Regions from separate parts of the Mus musculus genome. Here region 2 is linked to region 1. A link is a contact called in public HiChIP or PLAC-seq data. All regions are on one chromosome and are shown on one strand. Each heading gives the region's core, a stretch centred on a gene start, on an enhancer-like site or on the middle of the called end of the contact. The rest is flanking DNA. Distances are from core to core; before and after follow the strand shown. Region 1 holds the start of Suv39h2 (suppressor of variegation 3-9 2). Region 2 overlaps Fam107b (family with sequence similarity 107, member B).

What was found. HiChIP or PLAC-seq counts read pairs in DNA pulled down with a chosen protein or histone mark.
Region 2: an H3K4me3 HiChIP or PLAC-seq map of bone marrow-derived macrophages shows a contact between it and region 1, with 2.6 times the contacts expected there. The contact joins the enhancer-like site here to the promoter of Suv39h2 in region 1. A contact is called at or near these places in 8 of 39 promoter capture datasets (the C10 cell line, the HPC-7 cell line, HPC-7-derived erythroid cells and 5 more), 1 of 484 Hi-C or Micro-C datasets (olfactory sensory neurons), 13 of 115 datasets of contacts at active chromatin or transcription factors (the 230-238 cell line, the SCID.adh cell line, T-cell acute lymphoblastic leukemia and 9 more) and 3 of 9 other capture datasets (adipose tissue, liver and macrophages).

What each region holds. Positions count from the first base shown.
Region 1 is chr2:3,472,901-3,477,282 of GRCm38.p6, reverse strand. Suv39h2 (suppressor of variegation 3-9 2) reads left to right here and starts at 2,297. Exons shown (of 6, transcript NM_022724.4): 1 at 2,297-2,580. The coding sequence starts at 2,337. It also overlaps a transcript of Dclre1c not described here.
Region 2 is chr2:3,758,301-3,762,682 of GRCm38.p6, reverse strand. All of the region lies in intron 1 of Fam107b (family with sequence similarity 107, member B), which reads right to left. Among named protein-coding and RNA genes, the nearest start is that of Fam107b, 47 kb to the right of the region's middle. Within about 2 kb of position 2,237, at least 27 of the 459 cell types and tissues checked have an H3K27ac peak or open chromatin away from gene starts, as enhancers often do. A contact at or near this core is called in bone marrow-derived macrophages and memory CD8 T cells, where this site is marked.

The DNA.
Region 1 (4,382 bases), core at 1,048-3,547:
CTTGAGGTGATCCTGTCCCTTAAAAAAGTAAAGTTGATAATCCAAAGAGCTTTTGTTTATAATATATACAACTTCTTAGACAGTTAAAGAGTTTTCAAGTTATTCAATAGATTTTTAAAATAATTTTATTTTGTTTTGTTTTGTTTTTTTGAGACAGGGTTTCTCTGTGTAGCCCTGGCTGTCCTGGAACTCACTCTGTAGACCAGGCTGTCCTTGAACTCAGAAATCCACCTGCCTCTGCCTCGCGAGTGCTGGGATTAAAGGCATGCGCCGCTATGCCCGGCTAAAATAACTTTAAAATGTAAAAAGTAATTGAGCACGTTCTTCATGGGAATAGCATCTTTATAAAAACTTTTGAAACAGAAGCTCTAGCAGGAAGTGTTTGGTATTGTGTATTCTTTTCAAGCCTCTTAACATCTTGCTTGACCAGGAGATAGCTATGTTTTAATATATACTTTCCTCTGTTAGGATATGATACATGTTGTATGAGTTCTGGAAAATTACAGTACATCCATGAGAAAAACCACAGAGATCAAATGACAGGGCATTCCTGGAATCCGGGAGAAAGTGCTTGGTGCCATTCAGCGAGGAGGACATGTTCTGAGAGGTGTGTTTTGTGCAGGTTAGTGTGTAAAGATCACAGAACACTTGCAGAGCTGCTAACCATGTCACCAGGAGACAAAGTTGTTACACAGGGAAGACTGGGGTTCTGTGTTCATGGGTTTCCTGAGAGGCTTCGGGCCTACTCTTCTACACTCTGAGAATAGAGAGTAGACACTGAGGAAGGTTGGAGTGGCTGGCTCTACTCTATGCCCTAGAATTAAGAAAAACAAGGGAGCCAGGCAGTGGTGGCACATACCTTTAATCCCAGCACTCGGAAGGCAGAGGCAGGTGGATTTCTGAGTTCGAGGCCAGCCCTGGTCTACAAAGTGAGTTCCAGGACAGCCAGGGCTACACAGAGAAACCCTGTCTAAAAAACAAACAAAAAAACACAGAGCCTTGGATCTATCAGACAACTGCTATTCCACCAAGCTATCCTCTGCTTCCAGCATCCTTTGCCAATTTTTAAAATAAAACTTAGCAAGACCAAAAATATTTGTAAGACTCTACCCTGACCGTTTTTTGACAAAAGCTTTTAAAGAAGAGCTAGAGAACAAAGCCAGACAGAATGCCTGAGTGGCCTCTGAAGAAGTAACATTTGAGTTAAATCTAGTCACGTGAGAGGGAGCAGCACATGAAGGGGAGTCAGTCAGTTCTTTGATCTAGACCGTGATTTCCAGTTTAAAGTGTTTATTGGGGGAGAAGGGAGCTTTGGCTAGCACCTGTAATTCCAGCTCACCAAAGTGGAAGCAAAAGGGTCAGGACTTGAACATGCTTCTCAGACAAAGCAAGTCTGAGGCTTGTTTCATTTTCTGTTTTAAAGTCTCCTTAGCTGGGTGGGAAGTGGCTGGAAGGGGAGCAATGGAGAGGTCAAGGCAGCTAGGCTGTTTTGGCTGAAGAGAAGACAGGCAGTATGTGCTTGTGAATAGCATTGACATGACTGGCTTACAGAATTGCCGATGGTCTTTTGTGTATAATGGTTCCTCTTACAAGTTTTCAGATTTACAGTGGTAAAACCGAGAACGACCTGACTCTCCCCAAGCATATATGGCTAAAACCTGCCCTCAGCTTAAGTCTGTTAATGTTAGTAAGTCCTTGTCCTAAGTGTACCTTTTACGTTTGCCTTAACTAAGAGGGTTCTTGGCGGGGTTGGTTGGATTCTCACAATTGTCAGGCTTTTCCTTTGAGTCCAGCTGCTACATGGCCACATCAACTCATCAGAATCTCTTTGAGTGGTTTAAACAGACAGCACCTCTCCAGGTGAACCCAACATGCAGTCAAATTTTAAGATCCTGAGTCCTGGTGGTGTGGAGTGAAAGGAAAAGTAGTGGGGCTTCGTTGGGTTGAAGTGCTGAGGAACAAGAGTGGGAAAGGAGCTACCTGCGCACACTAACCCCGCACAGCCTATTTTGCGTTTTGTGGCGGGCACGTCAGGTCTTTGTGAAGCGACTCAGGGGACCGCATGAAGAATCATGGCAAGCGACCTCCGAAGTCAAAGCGAGTAACAAGCCAGCGACGGGCAGGGCCAGTTTCCACGGAAGGCCCCGCCCCTTCCCGCCCCCACCGTGCGGCGCAGGCGCGGTAGCTACCACCGCAGGGGTCGGTCTCCGCTGACGTCAGAACGCCTCGCTCCTCTCAGCCTCCCCGCTCCGGAGTCCCTGGCGGGCCGGGGCGGGGCGTGTGGCCAGCTGAGTTCTTCGGGCTGACCGCGCCAGTTTGAATGAAAGCTCCGCAAGATGGCGGCGGCCAGGGCCAAGGCACGGGGCAGTGAGGCAGGAGCGCGGTGTCACCGGGCTCCAGGTCCGCCCCCGAGGCCCAAGGCCAGGCGAACGGCGAGACGCCGCCGCGCGGAGACCCTGACGGCGCGACGCTCGCGGCCGTCTGCGGGCGAGAGGCGCGCCGGCTCCCAGCGAGCGTGGTCCGGAGCTCCGCGGGCCGCGGTCTTTGGCGACGAGTGTGCACGAGGTGCCTTATTCAAGGGTGAGCAGGAAAGCACACGCGCTGCGGCGGTAGCGGTCGCCACCTCCGAGCCGGGGGTTGGGGGTGGTGGCGGGGCTGAGGTGCGGTGCTGGAGAAAGGGAATCCCCTGGTGCCTGCGTTCGAGCGGGTCTGGCCTCGCCGTGAAGCGCCTGCACACGCAGCCCTGAGCTCCGGGAAACTTTGGGGGGCCCGGCTGGAACTTGCAGGTTATTTCTGTGGATGCTGAAGCCGGGGCACGCAGTGCGCGTGCGTGCGCTCGAGTCGCGCGCCCTTTGAAAGTCTGGGTTGTGCAAAGCCTTCTGGAATGAAAAGGTTGTTCTCCAGCTCTTTCCTCCGCTCCACCCAGATGGTGACACTATTATTCCCGTAGGTAGCTCTTGCCTCCTTGAAGCGTGGTGGGGATGGGATGGTGGAATGGTTTTTATAAACGGGATGTTATAATCTAGACAATGAGGCGTTTTCCTCTCATCATTTTTGGCTGTGGGATTTTGTAAACCAAGTGTTGGCAATTTTTCTTTTTAACATTTCGAGATGCCCCCAAAATGTAGCATTTCTGTTGCGAGGGGCGGTGCATTGTAATTACACGTAACGCTTCGTTATGACGTTTTCATACGAATATATGTACGTTGATCCTCCGATTCAACACCACCCTCCATTATAGTGTTGTGTTTTCAGATTCTCAGCTAGGGGTAAAAATTGAAAAGATAAATAAAACAGCAAACAACTTGGTTACATAAACAAGAGGACTCTCCTTTGCAGATGATTAGCATAAGGAGATTAGCATTAAGACAAAACAGCCTTAAGATTTTTAGAAGCGATTTATGAGACGTTTTTTACAGCTTTCTTGTCTCCAAACCGCCACACCTAAGCAAATAAATGTATTCTGGCAAATTTGAAGGAAAGTCTTTTTGCAGGTGCCAGAAATATGAGTTGTTTGCAGTCACTGGAGTTCGGAAGCTATCCTCACTGGTTTCTGACAATGAAGTCCTTACTGGGAAGGATGAGGAAGGACTGCGGGGAAAATTTGAGCGGTTACGCTGTCCCTTCCTGGAAACTTACCTTAAAAAGGTTTTTGCCCACCACTTCGGAGAACTAAAGACAGCTTGATGAGTTAGAGATACATTTTCTTTGGTCACCTCTGTTCTCAACAAAACACACTTTTTTCCAGTGAATCCCATACACAAAAAGATTGGGACTTTCCCAAAGTTGTGTAGCTAGGTGACCCACCAACGGGTAGAGCAGAGGACTTTTGATCATCTTGTATTTATCCTGATAGTAGGGGTAGTGAAGTTTGTTACATTTTTCTAGACATCAGTTGTGTGATTATATTTTTAAATCCAGGATGTAATACAGTTCATTTCTGGCCTCCGTACGGGTATTGTTTAGTATGTCTGATTTTCAAGTCTGGCTTATGGAATATTTCCACCTTGTATTCTGTTTTGTAACTGCTGGCTTGAAAACTGTAGGAAACAAGTATTACAAAGCTCACTATGCTCTCCACTTAAAGTAGAATTCTCTGGCTTATGCATGATGAAAATACATTTTACCATGCACAAAATAAATGAAGCTAAAATCTCTCGACTTTTTACAAAATGGAAAAAGTAGGATATGGATTTCATATTTAAATTCTTATCATCTGACTAAAAGAAGTGAAGTTACTTTTAAGTTGTGGCCATTTTAGAATATCTTTTAGATATATTTCTAACAAAATGTCTTAGCTGTTTATTAGGAGAACAGTTTTATTCTGTGTAAAAAAATTTACTTCATTTTACCTTCGCATTTATATGTAACCCTAAGAAATT
Region 2 (4,382 bases), core at 988-3,487, 290 kb before region 1:
ACCCCCCACAATTGCATCTGAAAACAATGCAAACTCTCCCTTCACATTGCCATATGAGCCATTTCTACAGTAAGCCTAAGGGCCGTCGCCATCTTTTCTAGCTTGGGCTCTAACATGCTGACTGTGGGCTTCTGCACCCACCTCGGGACCAGTGTACAGCCACACCTCACCTCATTCTTTATTTACAGCAGTACTGGACACTACACAGACTGAGGGGCCACAGGCCAGCAGACCTCGCCCTACTAGCTGCCACTGCAGCAGCAATCACCCACACAAACCCAGGCTAATGCACATGTCCACTGTGCCACCTTTCATGCCAGCCTCCGATTGGCAGAAGCCATCCTGTGTCCTTCTAACCTCCTTATTGCACACCCATCTTGGGTGGCGTCCTCTCAAAGCCTCCATGAAGAACCAATCCATCCTGGATTCTTGTCCATCAATGTATTTGAAACCCATCCTCTTCCACCGCCAGGAGCCTCATTCCCTCTTCACTTCTCATCCCAAGTAGTAATTGCCAACCTGCTCCTCTCTGGGCTCCATTTCTCCTGACCATCCTTCCTTGTCTTAGACAAACCAATGTGCTACTAATCTAATCAGATCAAAGTCCCAGAAGCAAAGCATCTCTATCCATCACCCGAGGAGATGGTGCACAGCTGCCTGGCCTCCTTCCCATGTTTCCATAATCAGGTCGTCAGGCAGACTTCTAATATCAGGATCCAGCTCTCCCACAGCAGCCTTACACACACATGCGCACACGCGTGCGAGCACACACACACACACACACACACACACACACACCCATCTCTTATGGTTTTCCTCCCACATATAATTCCATCCTCCAGAACAATGAAAACTCCATACATCTTTCAAAGACCTAGCTTGTTTGTAAACAACATAGTATTCCTAAATGGGATAGCTCCCTCTTATCTCAACTGAAGTGGAAGATTCAACCCAGCGCTCTCCTGCTCCCAAGGACTTAACACTTAGTCCTCTGCCCTAGAAGCTAACTTTCCATACCATCTGTCTTAGTCAGGGTTTCTATTCCTGCACAAACATCATGACCAAGAAGCAAGTTGGGAAGGAAAGGGTTTGTTCAGCTTACACTTCCATGCTGCTGTTCATCACCAAAGGAAGTCAGGAACTCAAACAGGTCAGGGAGCAGGAGCTGATGCAGAGGCCATGGAGGGATGTTCTTTACTGGTTTGCTTCCCCTGGCTTGCTCAGCCTGTTCTCTTATAGAACCCAAGACTACCAGCCCAGGGATGGCCCCACCCACAAGGGGCCTTTCCCCCTTGATCACTAATTGAGAAAATGCCTTACAGCTGGATCTCATGGAGGCATTTCCTCAACTGAAGCTCCTTTCTCTGTGGTAACTCCAGCTGTGTCAAGTTGACACAAAACTAGCCAGTACACCATCTCTGGTGTGTCTCTGCAAAGACAGATTCTAACAGCACAGCAGAAAGACCTCTGGCCACCACCTCTTCCCACCTCAAGCACAATGCCTCTTGCCTAAGCCACATGAAGCAGAAGCAGTCACACCATGACACCATCTATTAGAAATCTGGGGCTGTCAATTACTTGTGCCCTTGGTTGAGTCCCATGAGACCTGCTGTGCCTCAAGTCTTACTCCATTCACATTGCTTTGCTTGCCACAGCCCACCCACCCCCTGCACTGGGTATCACACTAAGGGTCACCCAACAATGTACTAACTGGAGGATGCACATACTGAGGGATCAAAATACACTGGAGTCACTAACCTCACTAGGTTCTTTCTTCTCTGACTCTGCCACTGTCATTTCTTTCTGTCCCCATGGGATACAGTAAATACTTCTGTCAGGATCCTAAAATTCTAACTTTTGTCATCCCTCCTCTTAAGCCAGCAGAGGAGAGACCTGACTCTTCCAAATTCCTTGTCCTGAGAAATACCACATGTTGTTCCGCTGAATGTGACTAGGAGCTATTCATGCCAAGCCTAGACGGTGGGCCTTGGGTTTACAAAAGAAGCCGTGAAACAAGGAGGGCAGGCAGGCCAGCACACGCTCTGAGCAAAGTCCTTCTCTAACCTGCTCTCAAGTGCTTGGCACAAGTTCTAGACAAGTTCTATTTGCTAGAGATCTGTACAGGGAACCTGTGTTCATTTTCCCAAGTAACTGCTCTGCTTCCTCTTAAGATGGCTCAGTGGAAGTCCATACACAGGACTGGGCTGGAGAACGGATCAGCAGAAAAGGCATGTGTGCCAGCCCCGAGGACTTCAGTTCAGTTCCCAAATTTAACATGAGGAAAGGACAGAAACAACTTCCTCATACTGTCTTCTGACTGCCAAAGGTTTGCTGTGACATCCATTAGTATGTGCAAGCCATCACCAAGGTTTTAGCCACCAACAGATAACACAGATTTGTGTCAGGTGCAAAATAAATACTAGAATAATAAGTTCATATAAATGTTCCCCTGAAATAATTAGTAGCTAGTTAATATGCAACACATGAATCTAAATAAACCTCCAAGCAACTGAAAGGCTGCCTAATTGATGATCCTGTTAATAATTGATTGCCCAATACTCACTGGCCTTAAAAATTGCTTCAGACTGATACATAATACCTATCATGTCTGAGAGTGGCCAGTATGCACTTTAGATGGAAGAGTGTCCCTTTCTCCTGCATAAAGTGTTTTGAAGAAGTCTGAGGTTCAAGGGCCCTGGGTTCCACTGGTACAGCACTCTGGTCTAAGAGTGTCACCCAGTGGTAAAAGGCACAAGGTGTGCTCAGAGCCACTGGCACTCTCCTAAAGAAAGCACTGGCCATTATTCCGTCACTACAAGGAAAAAGAAAAAAAATTATTTTGAATTACAATACAGTAACTAGCAGATAATTTCTAAAACATAAAGAGGAGAGAGCCATTCTCTGTCCAAGACTACTCAGAAGCATCAGTGAGCCACACAGGAAGAAGAGCCACCCCTGTGAGCAGCAGCACTGCAGGCAGACCTGAGCCCACAACCCCAGGCCGAAGAAGTGACTAGAGTGAAGCTGGCTCTCAGCTCTGCTGTCTGTACCAGATGTGCCCGCTACAGTTCTGCCATCTTAGTGTGAGAGCTGAGGACTCTCAGCATCCAACTCCACTCCAAGGTAGGCTCTTTGATTCCACAAATTAAGAGAAGACCAAGGAAGAAAAGGAGGAGGAAGAAAGAAACAGGACCTGGGAGGTGGCTCAGCAAGTAAGATAAGCCAAATAAGCTCAGCCGACGACCTGCACTTGATGCCCAGGACCCACAGTGGAAGGAGAGAACTCATCCTGAGAGCTGTTACCTGACCTCCAAAGAGCTCCACAGCATGTGCATACACACACAGACACCCTCCAACACAAAGACAGGCACGCACGTAATAACAAATACATTTTTTAAAGGAGCAACATAAACTTCACTTGTTTACATGGTGAAGCTCAACTGAAAATAATCAGTTTCCTGGGGCTATAACTCAATGGTAAGGCCCCTGTTTGGCATGTATGGGTCCTTGGGTTTGATCTCCATCATTGCTAAACAAACAAATGAATAATGAAAATGTACTTATCTGTACAAAGGAAAAGCTAAGCCAGATGACCTGGAGGTCCTTTGAGAGTTAAACATTTTGATGAAAGAGGAGTTGAACTTACCCATTGACTCAACCAGCCTGGCATAGTGTTGAGGGCTGCAGAGCATCTGACATCCAATAGAGAGCGCTCCCCTCAGATTCCACAGAGGCCCCAGGAGGACCTCCACTCTGCCCCTTAGGACCCCCTCCTACACACCCACACTGAGTAGGCCTTCTGAGCGGGTTTTCAGTTTTCCTCACCTATCTATCCTCCCTCTATGTCTGTCTACCAGAGTCAAGCAGTGAGTCCCAGGGCTAGAGAGGGCCAAAGAGAACAAAGAACTTACACTTCATTCAATCCAAACACCAATTCCTTTGTGGTAGAGTGATGGCTCGGCAGTTTACAACAGTTACTGCTCTTCCAGAGGACCCATGCTCAGTTACCAACATCCACAATGAATGGCTCACAACCACCTGTATGTAACCCATGTTCCAGGGTGATCTGACGCCCTCTTCTGGCCTCTATGGGTACTGTACTCAATGTACACACATGCATCTAGACATACACTCACACGCATAACTAAGGGATAAGTCACGCAGAACAAGATCCCACGAACACCATCATCTCATTCCTCAGCTTTCCACTGAGGCAAAAGAGAGGCCGTGACCATGTGGCAGCAGCACATTACCATCTGTGGCAAGAAGAGCTCATCAGGGCCTACCCTGCTTTTCACAGTCGCCTATATGTTATAGTATATATACGATATTGTATATATCACAGCATCATGGCTTTCCTTCAAATTTGAACCATAAAAGCT